4 separate regions of the Mus musculus genome follow, and regions 1, 2 and 3 are each linked to region 4. Evidence: chromatin contacts called from public promoter capture Hi-C data. All regions are on one chromosome and are shown on one strand. The core of a region is the stretch at or near the end of the contact, and the rest is flanking DNA. Distances in the headings are between cores, read along the strand shown. Region 1 holds the start of C230062I16Rik (a long non-coding RNA gene). Region 2 overlaps Zfp568 (zinc finger protein 568). Region 3 holds the start of Zfp420 (zinc finger protein 420). Region 4 holds the start of Psmc4 (proteasome (prosome, macropain) 26S subunit, ATPase, 4).

The links. Promoter capture Hi-C pulls out the DNA fragments that hold promoters and counts their contacts. Capture Hi-C pulls out chosen DNA fragments and counts their contacts.
Region 1: a promoter capture Hi-C map of adipose tissue shows a contact between it and region 4, with 4 times the contacts expected there. The contact joins the promoter of C230062I16Rik here to the promoter of Psmc4 in region 4. A contact is called at or near these places in 1 of 39 promoter capture datasets (the C10 cell line) and 2 of 9 other capture datasets (adipose tissue and liver).
Region 2: a promoter capture Hi-C map of hippocampal neurons shows a contact between it and region 4, with 4 times the contacts expected there. The contact joins the enhancer-like site here to the promoter of Psmc4 in region 4. A contact is called at or near these places in 4 of 39 promoter capture datasets (cranial neural crest, hippocampal neurons and liver).
Region 3: a promoter capture Hi-C map of liver shows a contact between it and region 4, with 5 times the contacts expected there. The contact joins the promoter of Zfp420 here to the promoter of Psmc4 in region 4. A contact is called at or near these places in 4 of 39 promoter capture datasets (embryonic stem cells, hippocampal neurons and liver) and 2 of 9 other capture datasets (adipose tissue and liver).

What each region holds. Positions count from the first base shown.
Region 1 is chr7:29,948,214-29,954,208 of GRCm38.p6, reverse strand. C230062I16Rik (a long non-coding RNA gene) reads right to left here and starts at 2,156. Exons shown (of 4, transcript XR_003946630.1): 1 at 253-2,156. Zfp74 (zinc finger protein 74) reads left to right here and starts at 144. Exons shown (of 6, transcript NM_178384.4): 1 at 144-354; 2 at 2,319-2,495.
Region 2 is chr7:30,006,337-30,011,815 of GRCm38.p6, reverse strand. The region is part of intron 6 of Zfp568 (zinc finger protein 568); the gene reads right to left. Among named protein-coding and RNA genes, the nearest start is that of Zfp568, 25 kb to the right of the region's middle. Within about 2 kb of position 1,910, at least 80 of the 459 cell types and tissues checked have an H3K27ac peak or open chromatin away from gene starts, as enhancers often do. A contact at or near this core is called in hippocampal neurons, where this site is marked.
Region 3 is chr7:29,858,479-29,864,076 of GRCm38.p6, reverse strand. Zfp420 (zinc finger protein 420) reads right to left here and starts at 4,098. Exons shown (of 4, transcript NM_172740.2): 1 at 3,984-4,098; 2 at 3,009-3,061.
Region 4 is chr7:28,046,584-28,052,099 of GRCm38.p6, reverse strand. It overlaps Psmc4 (proteasome (prosome, macropain) 26S subunit, ATPase, 4), which reads left to right and starts at 2,008. Exons shown (of 11, transcript NM_011874.2): 1 at 2,008-2,117; 2 at 2,898-2,996; 3 at 3,121-3,307; 4 at 4,588-4,734; 5 at 4,818-4,927; 6 at 5,021-5,114. The coding sequence starts at 2,082.

The sequences.
Region 1 (5,995 bases), core at 907-3,406, 1.9 Mb before region 4:
TCCTGGCTCAGACTCCCTAACCCTGAAAGTCTCATAGCCGAGGGCCAGTTTTTCATTTGGGTGAGCACAGGTCTCGGGCCGCGAAGGGCTCTGGGAAATGTAGTTCAAAGCAAGAACGCAAGGGATCCTTTCGGATTCTTCTCAGTTGCAAGTTGCACCCCCAGGCTGTGAATGCCAGGCCGCGGGGTAGCCGCTGCTACAAAACCCGCCCAGGCTCAAGCCGGTCCCCCTGCCGCAGCGCCGCGCCCTTACCCGAGCCTTGGCCACTCTCCTGACTCGCACGCCGAAGGCCAGACCCGCCCGGCGAGCCGCGCGGCCCTCTGGGAAGTGCTACCCTGCGCCTAGCGGACCCAGGTTTGTGGGTCTTCTTTCCCAGCCTAGCAGCACCAGGCCGTAGCCCGGAGGCTGTGAGCCTTGGGCGGCGTCGGGTTGGGGGATCGAGACCCGTGGCCCGGCTCAGCGTTGAGTCCCGGAAGCCGTGAGCTGGAGGCCAGGACTCTTTGTGCTGGGTGGAAGCCAGGGCCCTGTAGAGCGGTCGCGGGTGTGGGTAGAGGACGGGATGCCTGCGGTTTGCAGCAGCCGTGATGTGACTATAATTTGCTCGTTATCCTTTATGTGCCTTTACGAACGTGGGTGCACATGTGATGGCTGAGATAATGAATGAATGCATTAATGAAAAACTCTGTGGGTGGAAGTTAGGCGGGTAGGATTGTGTGGAGATGTGTGAAGACCGCGTTTGAACGAGTGCTACCTTTAGCCGTTTATAATAATTGAAAATATTTTTATATGAAGCATCAGTATCTCCAGGACTTGACTATTTTCCTGTATTGACAAACTGTCTTGTGTACATGACAGGCGAAATTCATTTGCCTTGCAGCCCAACTCCATTTCCCAAATAGCAAGATACAGAAAAGCCCAAAGACTAAAAATTATTTATTTCTCCTAGTCAGTCATGCAGCTCCTGACAAATTGACTTCTTTACACTCGTGAGCATGAACGCGTACATTTATGTGCTCATATAAAGAGCATGGCCTCTTAAAAGAGCAGTAACGGGCTGGAGAAATGGCTCAGTGGTTAAGAGCACCGGCTGCTCTTCCAGAGGTCCTGAGTTCAATTCCCAGCAACCACATGGTGGCTCATAACCATCTCTAATAGGATCTGATGCCCTCTTCTGGTGTGTCTGAAGATGGCTACAGTGTACTCACATAAAATAAACAAATCTAAAAAAAAGAAAAAAAAAGAGCAGTAACATCATATATACAGTTCTGTAACTTACGGCTCTTATTTAACCATTGATGTTGTTAACATATTGACATCAACAATTACACATTTCAAGTGTATACCATTTAAACACACACACACAACACACACACACACATATATATATCCTGATTAATTTCTGTTTTCAACCTCTTGAAGTTATAAACCAAGTTCATGCAGAACTGTTTGGCAATGCTGTAATGTACCCCATTTCCTCCCTCATACCTCCTCTTGTTTCCTCCCTCTCTTCGGGTGGCTTTTAGAAGTGGAGTTGATATGTTAACAAGCATATCCTTATTAAAATCTTCCAAAATCTAAATAATTATACCCAATGTAAAGTTCTAACATCCTACAATATTACTGAAATAATCAATGCATCAGTATTTCAGTAATATTGGAATAGAGATATACCCTGGATAGCAATGAATACTGTAAGTAACAGAATCTTTACCTTCATAGTTATAAAATAAAATTTAGGTTGCAATGAGAGACCAAACCTTTTGGGTTCAGACTCCGTCTCCTCTTAGAGAACCTGACCTAAGGTGGAACTTAAAGTTAGCTAACAGGCCAATAGCTAGCATCAGTTTCCAGGCTACACCCCAACAAGACCTGTGCCTACCAGTTTCCAGGTTACCCCCCAACAAAACCTGCTTCTGGCACCAGATCTGCACCTCCAGGTTACAAGCCTGACCCTGACACTTCCCTTCCTAACAACCAACATAAGGAGGAAAGCAGGAGTTAAGTTTATGGTTTGGCTTAAATTTATATTAAAGGCCATAATGAATCCCCAATCAGGTGTGCACCAGGCTAGATACCTTCTTCTTGCCTCTATAAATGCTTGCCTGAAACTGAACTCAGGGCACCGTGTTTCTGCTGTGTCAGGGTTGGCAGGGAGCCCATGAGACCCTAATGTGACTGCATTGGATGGGGCTCCTTGGTGGTCTTTTTGGGGTTCATGAAGGTTTCATGGCACAACAGCAGTACTCGTTAGCAAGATCAATCATTTAAGTAAAGATCTCTTTTGTGATTTGTTTCCTAAGGTGGTGCTCTGTTTTCAGCTCTCATTTTCAGAGTTCTTCCTGCGCTGAGGAGCCTTTTATAAACTCAATATTTATTGAATGTTGGACATATATCAGTCAATTGTTGGTGTGTGGGATATAGCAGCGAACAAAAGAAGCAGTGACCCCCCCCCCTCTCATGATGCTTACATTGCCGAGGACCAGATAATAAACAAAGTAAGTAAATATGAACCATATCAGATGCTGAAAAATACTTAGAAAAAAAAAAGTCAAAATAGGAGGCTATTTAGAATTAGAGATGGGAAGTAGAGTCTAGATGGAGGGCCAGGGAGGACAGAAAAGGAGCGGTAGATGACAGGAGGAACACAGCGAGGTTCAAGTACAACGGAGAAAGGGTTATTCCATACAGGGAACATGCAGTTGTCAAGGTTTTGATGTTTTCATGCTTGCTCTGATGAACACACTGGCAGTGGCTGAAACAGCCAAGGAGGGGGAAGGCCAGGGGTGGCTGGGTGGGGGGAGAGCAGAGGAAGTTGGGCTTCGTAGACCGCAGTACCTTGAGTGAGATGGGAGGTATTTTGAGCATGTGGATAATAATCTATCTGCTCAATGGCAGCTTTTGCTGCTCTGGTGACAGCTGGAAAAGGAGTGAAGAAGGGTCAGGGGTGGGGTGAGGGAGGGGGCAGAAAGACCAATTAGGAAGTTTTTTTTTGTTTTTTTGTTTTTGTAAGATTTATTTATTATATAAGTACACTGTAGCTGTCTTCAGACACACCAGAAGAGGGCATCTGATCTCTTTATGGGTGGTTGTGAGCCACCATGTGGTTGCTGGGATTTGAACTCAGGACCTTGGAAAGAGCAGTCAGTGTTTTAATCGCTGAGCCATCTCTCCAGCCCCAGGAAGATCTTAGAATAGTCCAGGGGAAATATGTTGGAGATCAGGACCAGCAGTAGTAACAGGCAGTACACTCAATACAGCATAAAACAGAGCTGTGGCGGTAGGTGGCTGCAAGAGCAGAGCCACCATGTGACTGTAACAAGATGGCACAGTGTTTATTCATAGACTGCAAATGTAAGTTAAGAATTCAATTCTTTTTTTTTTGGTTGCTTTGTTTGTTATTTGAGACAGGTTTTCCCTGTGTAGCTCTTGCTGTCCGGGAACTTGCTTTGTAGACCAGGCTGGACATGAACTCAGAGATCTGCCTGCCTCTGCCTCCCAAGTGCTGGGATTAAAGGCATGCACCACCACTGTCTGGCTAAGAACTCAGTTCTTGAGAATGGAGGGGGATCTTACTTGAGGAGAAAATGAGATTCTGGTTTGGGATATAGTATGTGCAGTGTGATACATTCGTTCAAATTGAAATGTCACATTGGCAGTTGTATATACAAGTGTGATGTGCAGGAGACCTGGGATGGGGAATTACCATTACAAATGATCCTGAAAACAGAAGAGTGAATGAGAACACCTAAGACAGAAAAGGTAGAGGTGAAAGACCCACTGGGGGTCACTCTAACATGACATCTGACAGGTAGTGGAGAATCAGTAAAAATGATTGACAGAGACTAGCTAGAACAGTCAGAGGGAACTAGGTCAATGTGTTACCCTCAACACGAGGAACAAGTCTATTTTAATGAAAACAGTGTCAATATCCAGAGAGGGTTCTGAAGACTGAGAAAGATGATGCACTGAATTTAGTAACATAAAATTCACTGGTGTCTCAGGAAGCAAGTTCTGTGGATTATGGAGCCAAGGAGAAGAACAGAAGAAAACCTGAAGAGATCAAATTTAGACAGCTCTTAATAAATCCACCCCCACCCAATACATACACACCAAAAGGGTAAATATGATCAAAATATACTGGATGAAATTCTCAGAGAACTCAGCAGAAATGAGGGAGATAAATGTATGTCCTTACGTAGTCAGAGTACATAGGATCAGAGGGCAGAGTATGCCTTAGCTTGGGAGATGATCATGCTGGTAGGAGAGGAGGGGAAGGAGGAGGGGGGAGAAGAGGAGGAGGAAGAGAAATTAATGGGGCAAGGCACAGGTAGCAGAGTGGCTGTGCTGGTGGGAGCTTATAAACTCTCATGGTGACTAGACTGCAGGAGGCCCAGCCTGTCTCAGCCAAGAGACTGGAAAGAGGTCTTAGGGTGTTGAAGAGAAAGAAAAACAAAACAAATATAAAACCACATCAGCACTTGAAGCAAGCAGGAATAATGTGAAAGAGAGGCAAGGAGACCTTCAGTTAAAATGAATTGATATTTTTATTGTGGGTTTTTGAAAAAGCTTTATCTTGTAGGTGGGCGTGGTGGTTTACACCTTTAATCTCAGCACTGGGGGAGGCAGAGGCAGGCAGATCTCTGTGAGTTCAAGACCAGCTTGGTCTCTGGAGTGAGTTTTGGGACAGCCAGGGCTACAAAGAGTAAGCCTGTCTTGAAAAAACATTAATAATAATGATGATGCTTGTAAAAGAGAGTCCTATGGAATCAATTCAATGTCCCTCAACCCTATAAAAGGAAAACATCTCTCTTTTTTATATAAACTGTCCTTAATTTTAAAAATTGATGAGAGAATTGTTTTCTTTAGGAAAATACTTCAGTTAGTAATAACAGAAGAAGTAACAGTGACAGTGACACTCCAACTGTCACCTCTTTTTGAGAAATAGTCTTGCCATGTAGCCCAGGCCAACCCCAAACTGGTCACCTGCATCATATCCAGATTTGTTCCGTTACAAGAGCCCTGACAACTGAAAGTGGAAACTCTCTGTCTTGTCCCCTTACTCCAGCTCCTCCCCAGCTCTAGCAGGCTTCTTTGTCTTTCATTGCCTCCCTAGTCGCATTTCTTGGTTTGCTCAGTTCAAAACTGACAATCTGGGCTCAGTGAGGAAGATCACTCGTTGCTCTTGCAGAGAACCCACGTTGGAGTCTCAGCATCTACACAGCTAGCAACTGCCTATAACTTCCGTTCCAGAGGATGCAAGGATACTGCACAGACATACATGTAGACAAAATACCCATCCATAAAAAATAAAAATAAACCCTTCCCGACCCCTCTCTCCCCTGAGACAGTTTTTCTGAGTACCCCTGGCTGTCCTAGAATTCACTCTATAGACTAGACTCTACAGCCCACCTGCCTCTGCCTCCCAAGTGCTGGGATTAAAGGTGTATGCCACCATGGCACAGCAAGAATTATTATTTTTTAATTCTTTCTTCCTTCCTTCCTTCCTTCCTTCCTTCCTTCTTCCTTTCTTTCTGGCAGTCAGTTTTTTTTTTTTTTAATTAATTATCATTGATGTTATTCTTTTTTGAAAATTTTCCTTTTTACTTATCCTTCTCTTATATATATTACATCCTGACTGCACTCCCCCCTCTTCCCTCCCCTCAGTACCTCCTCTGCCTCCTCCCTCACCACTTTTTGTTCAGATCTAATCCTTAACTTTCCCTCAGAAAAAAGCAGGCATTCCAGGGACCTCAACCAAACATGGCATAACAAGGCACATATTCTCACATCAAAGCTGGATGAGGCAACCCAGTGTGAGGAAAAGGGTCCCAAAGGCAGGTAAAGAGTCAGAGCAGCCCTAGCTCCCACTGTCAGGAGTCCCACAGGGACACAGCCATAACATACATGGAGAAGGCTCCTACAGGCTCCCTGATCTCTGGAAGACCACTTGAGTCCTGGTCAGCTGACTCTGTGCTGGCCCCATTTCTTAGTTTAA
Region 2 (5,479 bases), core at 661-3,160, 2.0 Mb before region 4:
CCGGAGGTCAGATTCCTCAGTCACCTCCCCTGTCCCCCCTTTCAGTGCTGCCATGTCCCACCAAGTCACCCAGACTGAGCAAGAGCCAGCCAGAGCTCTACACCCCTACTGCCTCGTGCAGCTACAAGCCAGGTTTTCATGAAGTCACAATCATTCCAACCAGTAAGCTGTATTTCTGCCAATTTTTAATCTCCCCCTAGTCTGAGTTCTGTGAGCTACTTGAGCAAAGTAACTGAGTCTGAGGAAAGGGTATGTGTACCTCAACTTACAGCCAGCTGAACAAAATTTAAAAACCACTGGAGCTTCTGAGATGGGGACAGCATCAGAACTCATCCCTGCCTACCCCCCTTTCTTGTTATTTTCTGTCCTGTAACTCTTTCTGTAGACCAGACTGGCCTCAAACTCACAGAGATCCCCCTCCACCTCCCCCTCCCTCCTGAGTACCGAGACTAAAGGTGTGCGCTACCACTGTTCCAGCCTTCTGGAGACTAAGCTGAGAGTGGAATTTTCTGGGAAATCCCAGTACTGGGTCAGTGTCCTCCCGGCTTGCATAAGAAACTATTGTCTTTAATCTAAGGACATGTATTCTGCCTTGGTTTACCATCTGTGACATTTGTCATATACTAGGAAGAGTTAAAGATTCATGAAGATTGTTTGTTAGCCTTCTCAAGTGGATCTAATTAATTAGCCATGTTCTCTGTGTTTGGAAATCCCGTTTCCTGCTCCTTTCCCACGCTGGTGGGAGTGAACACTTGCTGCGCAGCCAGAGCCTGCCTCCAGAAAAGCAAGCTTAGGAACCCGCCATGCTCCTCCTGGTGTGAGAAACCCGCCACGCCTCCACTTGCAGCTCCCTTGGCCAGACTAGGGGACAAACAAGTACCAAGTTCTCAGTCCCTCAAACTGCCCATCCTCACTCACATGGCCCTGGGACAGCCTAACTCCCTCTGTCTGAATCTCCTTAGTCGTCCTGCAGTGCCTAGTAGCAAGAGCGGAAACCCTAAGTGCATCTAAGTCCCATTTCTAGCTGGAAGTAGAAGCTACTTCAGCAGCTGCTTCCAAAGTGTAACTGATTGCCTATTCCCATGTCACTGTCTAGGGTGACTCACTGTCCACTGACATAATTTAAATTTTAGGGTTAGGAAGCTAGCAGACATCAGCAGGCGTGGAGACCCCTCCCCCATGGCACCCTTCTCCGCTAGGATTTCCCACACTAGAGACTGTCCTAAGACTTCTTGGATAAGTCTTTATCCACCTCTGCCCAGCAGGAAAAGAACTACTCAATCCGCAAGTGTCTCCCCTCCCTCTCCTGTCATCTGGCTAAAGAAAAAAGAAAAAAACCAAAACACAAAAACAAAAAAACAAACCACCACCACCAATAACAACAACAAAAAAACCCCAAACCCTCAAGAATGTTAGCTGGGGCCCGCCAGTGTCTAAAGGTCCTCTACAAACTTGTTTTTCTAGATTCCTGCTCGTCCCCACTTCCAGGCTAACACTGCCTCCAGGTCACAGAGACAGCTTCACTGAAACTACTGATAACCATCCATCAGACATGTGTCACAGAATCTCCCCTTCTTCTGAGACTGACAAAAGGGACAGACTGCCATGCTGTGACATGGGCTGAGCGCTCCCCATCGTGTTGGTGTCTGTCTGCTCCTCTATGATGTTAGTAACTTTTAATAAATCTCATACATAAGAAGAAGAGAACAAGACATCGTGAATCATGCGGAAGAAATCTAAAACAGTGGTGGGAAACCACCACTCTTCCGCCCAGCTCACTAACAGAGACTATACTGGGCATACTTGGTACATGTAAATGGCTTTTGTGTTGCTCAGTTGTTAAATTTAGTTGGAGCAGAAGCAGCGCCAGTTAGTTACATGGGAACAGCGTCAGTCATGCTCCTGAGGCAGCTGCTGAAGCTCCCCGTGGGTCTGGCACAGGCGCTTTGCGCAGCTGGCACCATCTGTTATCTGCTGGTGCAGTCATCCGTCAAAATTACCACTGTGACCCGCATTTCCACGGCTCGCTGCGCTAAGCAAGGAAACTATTAGGATGGAATTAACAGCACTACAAATGATGAGTTTTCATAAACATACACCTCACGTTACCCAGCGACCCTTGCCTCTCTGTTCATCTAGTCAGGAGAGACGAAATGCTTCTCTGCATGAGGTGGATGCTCTGGTTGCTTCCTTGCTGACAGCCCCCAAACTGGAAGCTGTTGGGCTATTCCCCGACAGGTGGCTGGATAAGTTAGTTGTGGGAACACTGCTAATAAAAAGAAGCTACTGAGACAGCAGTGTGGCGAAAGCTCCCAGGATCTGAGCAAACAAAGGCAGCTGCCGCCGACGGTGCCCGATTCCACTTATGTGAAGGGCTAGAATGTGCAAACTAATCCAGGATGGAAGTTAGAACTGGTGACTTTAGATTGGAGTCTTCCGAGGAAAGGGGCAGAGGACACTGCTGGGAAGTGGACTAGACATTCTATTATCTCTTCTAAAGTAGACACATATGTCTGTGTGCAAATTTATCAAGATGCAGACTTAGGACTATGTAAATGCTTTCATTTTTAAAAAGGAAAATTTTAGTCTTTAAAGAAGATAGTATAGTTTCTGGAGTCCAGGATTGGTAAGGAACTAAGAGGAGAGAGGATGACAGCCTGACCTATGGAGACTATTTCAGAGCAAAAGTAGAGAGCAGCTAACAGGCTGACTTCTTGTTTTGTGTGTACAAAGCTTGGACGCCGCTGCATCTTCTCAGACTCACCCAAACAGTGCGGCCCAGGAGAAACTATCCCTCTCAGTTCTGCGACACGGGCAGACACGAGCCTCACACCAGACTAGAGCAGATACAGGCAGACATGAGAGTCACACCAGACTAGAGCAGAAGCCACAGAACACAAGGCATGGGGTAAAAACCCCACACCAGTGCTGATGCGTTCCTAGCCGGCATCCCTATGCAATGCTGAGTCCCAGTCTCAGGAGAGCGCTGCCACACACTTTCAGGAGTTTCTTTTTATATATAAACAAATTGGATTTTATTTAAAATATAAGGGGTTGTTATCCATTTTGGTTAATAAAGTTGGCCTGTAGTGTTTTAACAGGATTTAGTGCGATCACACAGATTGGCATGCCAAGGGCATTTTGAAAGCTAAATACAAGAATCAAGAGATTGCTTAGTCTGTGTGGCTGAAACATTACACCCAGCAACTTCCCTCCCTTTCTCTACAAACCCTCAGGCAATTCCACAGTTGCATCTGGCAGTTCAAGTTTCAACATTTCAACGCAGAAGGGTTGAGGGGAAGCTGGAAAAAAAAAGCATAAAATGCAAACTGTAACTGACAGAGGCAGCTGCCACTTGTGGCAGGCCAGAGACTCGACTGTGTCAGTTTTTTCTTCACAGTTGCCCTGACATCTTCCCAAGTGGACTGTGGTCACTACATTCTTGAGCAAATGTACCCAAGAGTCAGGATGGAGAAGGCTGAAGAGCAGAATATACTGTGCATCTGCTCCTAAGTGGTACATGTGACTAAGACCAAACCCAGAGACCATGGATAGCCTGCAAACTGGCAAGTAGAAAGGTGGAGGATGGTACCACAGGCATTGGAGAGCACCCATTTCCTCCTGTCCAGCGCAGCACCCTGAGCGACAGCACCTGTTGCCCTACCCTGGCAACAAAGCACAGCAAACACATGCCAAGCTGCTCAGCATGTCTGATTTGCCCACTGTCTACCGAGCAGTACATGCAGGACACAAACTACAAGGAGTAGTACATCGTAGTTATCACAGGTCTGTTCTCAATATCTCTCTCTCTCTCTCTCTCTCTCTCTCTCTCTCTCTCTCTCTCTCTCTCTCTCTCTCTCTCTCTCTCTCCAAACTTCCCACCCCACTCCTTGAGTCTTGACACAGGCACTCAGGGAGCAGGCCTTTCCTGCTAAGAGCTTCAGTCTCATCTCTAGCTGCCTCACCAGGTTCTTGGTTGAGACCACAGAAATTCTCCACTGTACCTCTGACTGGAGGCGGGGAAAACCAGCTTCTGAAATACACCCACAATGTTCTGTTCTTCACAAGACAAATCCAGGAGCCTTATGCAAGAGCCTAAACTAGTGGGGTTAAGTGGCCTGAAAAGGGGGTTCACTCCAGTCACCCTGCTCACCTACAGGGTAAAAACTCAGAGGCACTAGTGAGGCTCACAGTTGAGAGCAGCAGTTCACTGGACGACAGAGATCAGATATTCCCTTCACATCAGTGCTAGAACAGGGGAGACTCACTGGGAGAGGGGAGTGACTTCAGAACGGAGATGCCACACTGGGTTCCCAGCGTTTCCTTCCTTCCGCCTACCCCTGACCACTATGCCACTATAGCTCTGCCTCCCAGATTTACTTTTGTCAAGCAATGTCCACTTTTCAATAAAAAACAGACTGCAAGGCGCAGTAAAAATGAAACACCATAGTTAAGACAAGAAACTGACTCAGGTATGACAAGACCATTGTAGTTGAACAGCTGGGATTTAAAATAGAGTCGCATGCAAAAGGCTTAGTGGGAAGGGGGTGGAGGATAAAAATTCTAAAAAATAATAAAACAGGAGTCAATGCCACAACTAGAAATACTACAAAAGAAGCAAAGAATGCCTTTGTGGGCATAGAGCTAAAACTCAAGCTTCCTGAGGAAATCTCCGAGCTCACGCATGTTTTAGTAGAGACTTCAATGCTAATAATAAAAAAGGACAGAAAAACAAGGGAAAGAATAGCTAACTACAGAAAAATTATAAAAGGATTAAAATAGGAGATACAGATTCAATACACAAGTCTATAAAGCAACTTGTGAGTCAGCCCTCTCCTCCATCATATGATCCCAGGGATAAGACGCTTGTCCTGCTTGGCACAAGTGGCTTTGCTGGCTGAGCCATCTCACATCTCTGAGTGATGCCCAAGCCTTACATACTTAGAGGTCCAAGGAGGCCAGGGAAATTAACAGCTAGAAGACTAAAAAACGGAAAAATTCATGTCTCCTATTGCCTACTTCAGGAAAGGTAAGACTGGGTTTTACGTTTAGCCAAGTCCTGCTTTTGAGGACAAAAGTCAACACTCTTCCAAGAAGTTTAACAAAAATCGAGAATCTTTCTGGCTCCCCCTTCATGTCACCTGTGTCCTGTGATTCCCCTGTCCAGCTCCTGGCCAGTCCACCGTGATCCCTTTACACTTTCCTGGTTTCTGTGGTTACTCTGAATCACATATCACATCCGAGGACTTGGAGCTAGGAACTACAGATGAGAGAGAAAGCGTGCTGACTGTCCTTCTGGGTCTGGGCTACCTCATTCAATACCATCTGTTAAACGTCCATGAGCTAAACGGTTTACAGCTGAACAGTATTCACTTGTGTAAATGGAATGAATGTCCATTATCCACTCATCTGCTCAAGGACATTTAGACTGTTTCTGTTTCCTGGCTATAATAAATAGGGTGGAGGAAGGACAAATAAC
Region 3 (5,598 bases), core at 2,849-5,348, 1.8 Mb before region 4:
TTTCCTGGTATTCGTACATTGGTTGTGGGCTCCTACTGGGGGTGAGTAGATGTGTGTGTGTCCCATTTCCCCAGGAAAGTGTTTGTCTACACACACACACACACACACACACACACACACACACACACACACACCTGTATATCTAAAGGGCTTAAAATAAATTATATTAGCAACAATTTAAACATTCTAAACCTGGGAAGTGATAAAACTTAAAAAGCAAGTTCCAGCTATCTGGTCTTTAGAGGAAATATACTTTAATTATAAAAAGAAAAGTAAGGTAATGCTAGACTTAAATAAGATCAATTCCACACCCTTCCTTGGAGATTTTTATAAGCAGTTTATGGTTGCTTGTTCTTATAAGCAACCCCAGTGAAACCCACCAGCTCACCAACAAGTAAGTAACAAAAATAAGATCAACTTGTTACACAGAAACCCTGACTGTATGTCAAATATCAAAAATTCAAACTTAAAAAATCAAGAGAACTAATGGAAAAGGCAGTCTGCAGTTAGAAATTGTGGGCCAACAAGATGGCTCGTCAGTTAAAGGAATTCCCAACATGATCTGTATTCCCAGGACCCACGTAGAAAAAAAGCAGGAACCAAGTCCTGAGGCTGCCCTGACTTCCACGTGTACCGCATGGCAGGCCCACACCCGTGTCTGCCCCTCCCACCCCACCACATACATAAATAGCTACTTTAAAAAGGGAATTGTACGCCCGGTGTGGTGGCGCACGCCTTTAATCCCAGCACTTGGGAGGCAGAGGCAGGTGGATTTCTGAGTTTGAGGCCAGCCTGGTCTACAGAGTGAGTTCCAGGACAGCCAGGGCTACAGAGAGAAACCCTGTCTCGAAAAACAAAAAAAAATAAATAAATAAATAAAATAATAAAAAAAGGGAATTGTAACATCTTTCAGTAAGTAGAAGCATCAGTTGAGAAAACACAATCAGTAGCAATAGAGAGGATTTATATACCATTTATATAACATCAAGTATTTGACATAACTGATACAGGCACAGAATACCTACTCCCCGGAGTGGGAGGGCCTGAGGGGGCAGGGCTACCAGCATTAAGGCAATGAGCCAACAGGGAAGTCACGGCTAAACTTTTAACTGTTTATGAACCATTTAGTGTTAGCACAGGGCAATTTGGGATAAAGTGCCAGCGCCCCCGCTGTTGAGTTTCCTCCAGGGAACCTCACCGTGAGAGTAAATCAACCCTGAGGGGGGAAATCCTCTCATTGCCAAGAGAACACTGAACCAAAGCTTCCCACCATCTTCTAGACTGAGCACAAAGGCGAGGAAGATGGAGCTCAGGCTGGGGTGGGAAGAACTGAGACCCGCGTCAAAGCACGGATTAATGTCCTCAAGGTTTTACCCTTTGAGAAGAATGTAAGAAAGGAGGGGCCTGGGCTAGGGATGCAGGTGTGCATGGGACGTGACGGCTGAGGGCTTCAACTCCCTTGGAAGACTGCAAAGCGTTCTGTGTGTACTAAATCTGGTATGGTGAGGACAGCTTCCCCCTATGTGGCTTACCGGGATCACCTTTGAAGAAAAAGAGATACATTTAATAAATAAATTTTTAAAAAAATCAGTAAATGTCTAGAAGATTTAAACAACACAACCAGTCTACCTGACCCCAACGGCATCTGTTCTTCCTAACAGCAGAAGAATACAGTCTTCCTCATTGCCCAGGGAACATTTACTACGACGCCCCAGACTGTAGGTCAGGAGATAAATCTTGGTAAATTTAAAAGGATTCAAGTCACACGAAGAAGTGAGAAAGAACAGATCTATTAGAAATACTTGAAAATGGAAGAAGGCATCTCACGGGTTAAAGGCAATTAGAGACAAAAGCCAAGTGGATACTGGTTGTGAGTGACAGATGGCTCAGGAAAGGAAACGGCTGATACATAACGACTTTCGAGCTGTGCGTCTAATTTCTCATTTTAAAATTCCACTCAATAGCTAAAAAAACCAAAAAACCAAAAACCAACAACAACAAAAAACAGACCATAGGCCTATCCTCTCTCAGCTCTTAAGAGGCAGAGACAATAGGACCAAGAGTTCAAGGATCCTCACCTGGGCGACTCAAGACCCTGTCTAAAACCAAAACAGAACAGAATGAAGTCTGCAGTGGCAGAGGATCCCAGTTTCGTTCCCCTGCGCCCACATCTGGCAGCTCGCACCTGCCTGTAATGGAAGCTCTAGTGCCCTCTTATGGACTCCCCAGGTACCTGCATACAACATGGAGCAAATTCACTCAAATGCACACAAATAGAAGACTTCATTTACTAAATAAACAAAAACAAAACAAAACTGAAGGTTGAAGTAAGAATTTGACTAGTTGGCGCTATAAAGCAAGATGGTACTGAAAATATAAAAATTAAAAAAGCTAAGACCCTCGGTGGTTGTGGCGCATGCCTTTAATGTCAGCACTCAGGGGGCAGAAGCAGGGGAATTTCTGAGTTCAAGGCCAGCCAGGTCCACAGAGTGAGTTCTAGGACAGCCAAGGCTGCAAAGAGAAACCCTGTCTCAAAAAGAAAACCAAACCAAACCAAAACCAAAACAAAAAACTGAAACAAAAGCTAAATTCTCCCAAAAGTTACATAAATAGTACAAGAATGCTCTTTCTTTTAATTTGAGCATCAAATCCATTCTTTATAAATGTATCCAGTATTGGAAAACATCTATTACAAATTACACATTTTCATTACTCTCAAAATATAAACATCAAATGCCATTGAGTTAATGCATGCCTTTAACCCAGAACTTGGAAGGAAGAGGACGATGGGTCTTTATGATTTCAAGGCCAGTGTGTACTACATAAAGAGGTTCAAACCAGGCAGAGACCTGCCTCAAAAATAAGTAAATAGGAATAAATAAATTGCCTTGTTCCTCCATTATAAGAGAAGACTTGGGTAGGAGACAGTCACAAAAACAACAATAAAGTAAAACAAAGATCGTTTTCTGACATGATAAAGGCTGTTGAGGAGACAAATATCTGCTTACCTCAAACTTCCCTTCTAGATGGACAATGGCCATTTTTCCTCTTCTGTGTTGTACTTTGAGAATAAAAAAGTTAAATGAGATGCTATGTTGTTCTTGCCATATACTCTGAATTAGAGACAACCTCTTCCTCCGTCCCCACAGAGGGGTTAAGTCTTTACATTCTGGGAGTAATTGGGGAGAGACAAAGTCACAAGCAACTCAGGATCCTTTGGTAGATTCATGGTGGGGACCCCCCATGAATTCCAACAAAATTTCACCGTTGTACCCTACCACATCAGGGAAGGATCACAGGTAGAAACAAGAAAATTTCCACAGTCACATTGCTAGTGTCACAATTTACACTGTCAGAGCTACACCGTTGGAGCACTAACTCGTATATAGGACCCAAGCATGTACAATAACCAAACATTCTGTCAGGGACAAATACTGTCAGCGACATTCTTTTACAAGGGTGAACTTCTACTTTCTTTACAATCATGAGTACAGCACACAGCATCCTACAGTCACACACATACACACACGTACACACATAAACACACACGCATACATTCATACACACGCACTCACACAGTCACCCAAATGGGAGAACACTATAAAAGTCACAGGCGACGGAAACAAGCAATCGTAATCTCAGTGACACTATCACACATGTCTTCCGAGGCAAGCCAGTTATGCACAGGATACCAGGTACATCAACAACCTCAGAGTGACATAAACATCTAAATACCTCGCTATAACAGCACCGTTTCTCCACCATACACGTGGGCCGACACCATCAGTCCCAGAAACATCTCTAGTGAGATAAGCAACAATCACACACACCCTTGTGTGTCACAACTCATTCACACACAGCACGCCAACCACAAACCAAGGGTCGCAACAGGCTCCAAAAGCACAGGCTTGTGGCGTATACACGGGAGACACCGCCACCTAATGCCACAGACACGTCCTCCAGACGTTCCTCAGCACGCTCACCTCCGAGGGAAGCTCAGGGTCCCGCCTCCTGCGCCGGGCTCCACTACAGGCAGCCTGCTCTATGGGATGCTTAGGAGATCCTCCAGACACAACCCTCTCGTGACGCAAGTACCCCGAACTCTCGCCAGGAAACGGAAACGGCGTTCTGCTCCCGGTGGCTCTGGGAAATGTAGTCCAATGGCTGGGGCCAATGCCTGCCCCCCCCTCCCTCCCCTCCACCTTCTCTCTCACCCCTCCCTCTTTCCCTTCCACCTCTCCCCTCCCTTCCCCCTCTCTCCTTCCAAACCGCTCCTCTTTCCTCCCTCTCTCCCCCCAATCGCAATATTTGTGAGGTGATTTATACCTGTGGTAATGAGATTTTATACCACATGTGGGGTTGCTCAACAGAGATTCAGCCACTGTAGTTTGTTTGTGAAGGGTCACTACATATTTCTGGAATAATTGACTAGTTGCTCATGATGATCTGTGTTATCTTTCACCTGTATCCACTTCCAAACGACTTTCAAAGAACCCTTAAGTTTCCACTTCATTGGTTTGAAGGAGAATGGCCCCCACAGGCTCATATATTTGGATGTTGGTTCTCAGTTAGGAGATGTGGCCTTGTTGCAGGGGTGTACCTCTGTAGGTGGGCTTTGAGGGTTCAAGCCCAAGTGAGGCCTTAGAATCAGATGTGAGTTCTCACCTACTTGCTCTAGGGCAGAGCCTGCCTGATGCCATATTTCCTACCATGTTGACCACAGACTCACCCTCTGAAACTGTCTGCAAGCCTCTAATTAAAAGTGTTTTTTTCTTTTTTTCAGCCAGGCAGGGCTGACACACTCCTTTGATCCTAACACTTGGGAGGCAGAGGCCAGCAGATCTCTAAATTCAAGGCCAGTCTGGTCTACAGAGCAAGTTCTAGGAGAGCCAGGGCAATACAGAGAAACTCTGTCTTGAAAAAACAAAAGTATTTTTTCCTCCCAGAGGCAGAGTTAGGTGAATCTCTGAATTTGAGGCCAGTCTGGTCTATAGAACAAAGTCTAGGATACTCAGGGTTACACAGAAAGACTCTGTCTCTCTCATTCATATATATATATATATTTTTTTTTCCAGTAAGCTTGTATTTTTCAAAACCAACTTAAGTGTGCTTAAATGCTTTAACCTCCCTTCTAGCCTACCACCCACCAGAGGCAGTGGAAAGGAAAGGTTAATAGGGCAGAGGAGGATGTGGGCTGTTTAGAAATAGTTCTTTGGGGCAATCCCAGTCTTTGTTGTCAGGATAGCAGCAGGCAGTTCAATTCACAGGAATCAGCAGTGGTAGCTCGACTCACTTGTAAGCAATATTCACGAATCAGCCATAGCAGTGGCTTGCGTCCATCCAGAAGAAACCTCAAGGCTCTTCCAAATTGGCCAGAGTCCACAGAAGCAGCAAGAAGCCACTGGAATGCCACCGGAAGTTCTTTGGTGTGTTTCTCTCTACGAAATCACAACAAACGGTGACTAGCAAAGAATAGCAAGATGACCCACTGTCACCCAACACCTATGTCTGTTGGGTTATACTTATACCCTTTTCAAACATCACATGTTCTCTCAAGCATCTGCTAACAAAACATCACATGCCTTCTTTCCAAGTAGC
Region 4 (5,516 bases), core at 759-3,258:
ACTCTGCCCACATCTCTCCAGTGAGAAGCCCAGCTGGCTGCCTCACCGGGGCTTTCCAGGTGATTTTTGAAGGATGACTATGAGCACCCAATCTGATGGTGATATCTGTAGGCTTGCTTGTCTTGCTTTTCCTAGGAAGCATTACTCAAGAAGACGCCCGGGACTCTCCATGGGGATTCTTCCAGCTGCCTTGATGGGGAGTCATCTATATGGTGCTTCTACTTGTTTTAAATGGCTTTTTGCCTCCAGTAGTGAGTTTCCGTAGGCTTTTGCCCCATCAGTAAATTTCCATTTCTCTGAGACATATGCCACTCCCCTCTAATGTACTGCAGATCTCTTACCTGTTACACCACAGAGAGGAGAGAGTGCTGGGGTGCCCACACTTACCTCAGCCAGGCAACAATTCAGTTATTTCCATGTCAGTGGACCAAGACATAGGCCTGCTACAGAAGAGCTACATAAGCACCATTAGATCAACAGAGAACAGGTGGCGTGGAACTCACCAGCGGGACACCTTAAAACCAAAGAAAAACACAGCCTCCTAATAGCTGGAGAGCTGCCTCTCTCAACTATTTGTATTGCCTGCCAACAAACTTCACCTTTACTTTGTGGTCACTGTTTTTCTGTCTTTTAATTCTTCAACTGATGGAGGGAAGGAACCCACCTGCTAGCCAGTGTGAGAGCTACTGTAGATTCTCCATACCATACAGAACAGATAGGACGTTCAATTTGTGCAGCATTATGTAGCTAGAAAATAATGATTTGTGCCTGCTACCTATCTGTGCCCCAATAAAAAGTTTACTTAACAAAAACTATAGCTGTTATGAAGTGTGGTAGTGTATATCCCTGGTACAAGGAATACAGATCTAGGTTCTAACCCTGCTTTACCAGTTGCTCAAGTGACTTCAGTGCTTGGCACCAGCTTCCTTCTTTGTAGAAGAGAATATAATACATACTAAGGATTTTAGCTGGGCTTGCTTAGCATATCAAAGTTCCTGAGCCATAACAACAATCAAAACTCAACAGGAGGCTGAAAAGATGGCGCACACAGTCTGTAACTCCAGTGCCACAGATTCCTATGCCCTTTTCTGGCTTCTGCATGTACTGAATCCAGGTGCACAAATTCGCACTCCGATATACACATGTACACGTAACTAAATATAAAATCCTTTCAAAACGTTTAATTATGTGTAAGTGTGTTTCTGCTAGCGGGGACGTGTGCTTGAGTGCAGGTGCCTGCAGAAACCGAAGGAGTTGCCTACAGATGCTAGTGAGCTGCCCCACCTGGGTGCTGGGAACCGAACTCGGGTCCTGTAGAAGAGCCACAAGTGTTCTTCAGCACTGGGCCATCTTGACAGCCCCTAAAAATAATGTGAAGAGGACAGAGAAGAAAAGATTCGACAGGACTCCGCAAAGATCTGCATTCGCAGCTGCCTCGGTTTCTCCAGCTTTGGTACGATCTGATTGGCTCCTCGCCGTTCTGTGACCTCTGCTTCTCTCTTCAGGTGGCGGCCAGAGAAGGTCAAGAGATTCTTCTGTGGAACTAAAGGCTTCTTTAGTGCCTCTCGTTTCTTATACTTAGTTATGTCTGCGAATTCCTTCTAACAAAGCTCTGGAGTTTTTAACAAGTTAGGACAGGACTTGATTAATCTTCATATTCTCAGTTCGGGGCTGGCTTTGTAAAGACAAGAAAGTAAAAAAGTGGATAATATTAAAATCAATCAATCAATCCTCTGGAGACTTTTCTTCAAGAGCAACTCGGCCGCGCCATCTACTGGAGAAACCTTCACAACGCGCGACGGGCCGCGAAGCAGGATGGCGCCAGAACAAGAGTTACTGCGCACGCGCAACATCCTTGCGGGTCCGCGCGCGCGCGCCTGGAGCGCAGAGCGCAGGAACCCATCTTGGGGGCGGAGCCCAGGGCTAAGAGTTTCCCGCCCTTCCTGTTATCCGGCCCGTCAGGTCAACCCGCAGCGGTACCTTAAAAACTACGTTTCCCAAGATGCTCTATGTGAAGGACTTCCGTTGGCGTCAGCGGAAGCCGTGACTGGCCGGGCTGCACTGAGGCCGGCTTGGTCACTATGGAGGAGATAGGCATTTTGGTGGAAAAGATTCAGGTGCAGTGGGGATCTGGGTTTCTTAGCGGGAGCTGGACATGAGTGGGGTGCTGAGGGGTTCTCAGGATCCCAGCTCTGGGCTGGGTGGTTTCAGAGGCCTCGGTGTCGAGCTTTGGGTGGTCCCGGGGCCTGGCGGGGTAGTCATGTTGTCAGGAGGGCGGCAAAGCTCAGAAAAGCAGAGCGGGAGGAAAGTGGCGTTGAACTTAAAGACTTTTCAGACAGAACGGTTGCGAGGCCTGGAGAGCTGTGCTTACTAGCTTTTCGGTTTGGGGTCTGGACCAGGTGGAGGATGATGTATGGGGGCCCCGTGGCCTAGGTATGTTCGTGGCCAAGGGACCAGTGGACTCACTGTGCTTGGGACGTGAACGGTGAGGCGTTAAGTATTGGTTGTGGTTTGGCTGAGTGACCTTTGGCTTTAACGTGAGTTGGGAATCTGACATGAAAGCTTTTGGGGGGGGGAGGGGAAGAACTGGGTAATGAGACTCTGAATGTGACTCTGACTTTAAAATCCATGGGACTTTTAGAACCTCTTGAGGGGACTGGGATGCTAAGGTTCGGTATGGAGCTGCTGCAAAACTTTCATGATGAGTTTTGTTTAAGGGGCCTACTATTAGCAATCTACATAGGGGACTGAGCAGCTCCTGTATCTATTGAGAGATAGTGAATGATGTCAGGTACTGGAGACATAGGTGACTTGGTGGCGAAATAGGAAGAACGCTTTCGCTGATTTCACGAGATGATTCTCTGCTTCCAACACCAAGTTGTCTTTACCGTCTACAGGATGAGATTCCAGCACTGTCCGTGTCTCGGCCGCAGACCGGCCTGTCCTTTCTGGGACCCGAACCTGAAGACCTGGAGGACCTGTACAGCCGCTACAAGGTGTGTTCAACCCTAAGCTGGCTCCTGCATACCTCCCATCCCCCATCACATACGCCCCCCCCCCCACCTCCCACTGTGGTACGGCAAGGCTGCAGCCAACCCTTTGCCCTCCCTGTGCGTGCAGAAGCTGCAGCAGGAGCTGGAGTTCCTGGAAGTGCAGGAGGAGTATATCAAGGACGAGCAGAAGAACCTGAAGAAGGAATTCCTCCACGCCCAGGAGGAGGTGAAGCGGATCCAGAGCATCCCCTTGGTCATCGGTCAGTTCTTGGAAGCTGTGGATCAGAACACAGCCATCGTGGGCTCCACCACAGGTGAGTGGTGAGGCAGGCTGGGAGCAAGGCAGGGTGATAGAATGGCCAGAGTACTGACCGATCCAGAAGTGGATACATACTTTATTTTCTGAATGTCTCTTTCTGCCTCTCAATTCACGTGTGTGCGTGTAGTTTCACCATCCAAGTGTGATGGTGTACGCCTTTAACCTCAGCACTTGAGGAGGCGGAGGGACAAGAGGATCTTTGTGTGTTTGAGGTCAGCCTGGTCTACCTAGTATGTTTCCCGGAGTACATACAGAAACCCTGTCTCCAAACAAGAAGAAATTTACCATGTGGGTTGGAGTACCTTTGATGTTTGTGGTTCTAGTCTGTTTGAGTTGAACAAACTGGTGGTCACTTCCCTCGCCTGAGTTAACGCCACAACTGCTGCTGGATATGGAGCTGCTGTCTGGAAGCATCGGTTGTGTGTAAAGACGTTTGGCTCTGTTGAGGACTCAGCATACAACAGATGCTAGTGACATAAATCCATACCCTGCTCTTACAGTAGCTGACGATTCTGGTGTCTTACCTGTCTTTTCCTGCTGCTCGACTGAGCCGTGTGTTTATAAAGGCTCTAGATAAAGTCGTGTAACCATGTGGGATTGGACAGGTGGGCTTTGAGGAAGTGAAGGGAGAGTAATATCCAAGATGAAGGCTGTGTCTTTGAAAGTGAGACTTAAGACGGTGGGGCTCCCTGAGATAGTGGTGTGATTGGAGGGGTGGATTTGGAGGCAGACAGTGGGGAGCTGAGGCTGTGGAAGATGTCTGGGTGGCCGCTGCACTCACAAGTCTTGCTGTAGAGAGTAGATTGGAGAAAGGAGATGGAGGCTGCTGACCAGGAATTTATATGGAGACTTAGGCAGGGGATAGTTCCAAATGAGGGCAGGGTTTGGTGGTGGGCTAGGTGAGAGCAGAGGGAGGTGGGGTAGAGAGAGTGAGTGACTGAGGGGGCCAGAACGAGGCTTAGTCCTCTGGCTGGCAACTCGGGGACAGCACAGTTGAGTGGAGAACACCAGGACTGTGCTGGGAACACATTGAAAGATTCCCAGGGCCATCCAGGAGACCACATGTGAGATGCACAGAGCTGGACCTCAAGAAGGAAGCAGGGCTGAAGACCAGCAGGGAAGTCATTAGGATGAGCATGGGGGCTAAGAGGGGATGACCTAGGGCCAGACGTGGGAAACGTGGAAAGTGCCAGCTGTGTGTAGAGGGAAACGGGGAAGGAGTGACGTCAAGTCTCTGGCATTTCACTTCGTCTTCCTTCCTGTCTGCTCCCAAAGGCTCTAACTATTATGTGCGCATCCTGAGTACCATCGACCGGGAGCTGCTCAAGCCCAACGCCTCGGTGGCCCTGCACAAGCACAGCAATGCCCTGGTGGACGTGCTGCCTCCCGAGGCCGACAGCAGCATCATGATGCTCACCTCAGGTGAGGGGGGCACCCGGGGCCCTGGGAGTCCCACGGGGACCCTGGGGGCTGAGCCGCAAGCCCTAGCTCCACTCTCCCACCAGACCAGAAGCCAGATGTGATGTATGCCGATATCGGAGGCATGGACATCCAGAAGCAGGAGGTGAGGGAGGCTGTGGAACTCCCGCTTACACACTTCGAGCTGTACAAGCAGGTGAGGAGGACGAGGCGGCAGGGCAGGGAGAGGTCTCTGGGCCTAGGGTTGGTGACATAATCCCTTGGCTCATCCTTTTCCCGTCTCTTTTAGATTGGCATCGATCCTCCCCGAGGTGTCCTCATGTATGGCCCTCCTGGCTGTGGAAAGACAATGTTAGCAAAGGCTGTGGCACATCACACGACAGGTGAGCCTCTCACGGCCTCCCCCATGCTCTTCCTGCCTTGTTTCCTGCTTCCTTGGGTTCCGTAAGGAATGACATAAGGGTAGTGTCTGTAAATAGAGGCTCTGGGACCATAGCCCAGGTGGCAGTCCTTTACAGGATATGCAGTCCCCGGCAGGTGATTACGCCTCACTGTGCCCTGGGTTTCTCAAAAGTGGAAACTAAGGAGCCAGGTGTGGTCTCATATACCTAGAATCCCAGTGCCCAGGAGATAGAAGTAGGTGAGTTGCTGTGAGTTCAAGGCCAGCCTGGTCTGTATGGGCAGTTCTTGGCTGGCCAATGCTAGATAGTGAGACCCTGTCTTAGGTGAAATAAAATTTAAAAAGCCCATCTGGACATTCTGGCAAATATTCTTTTTGGGGGATT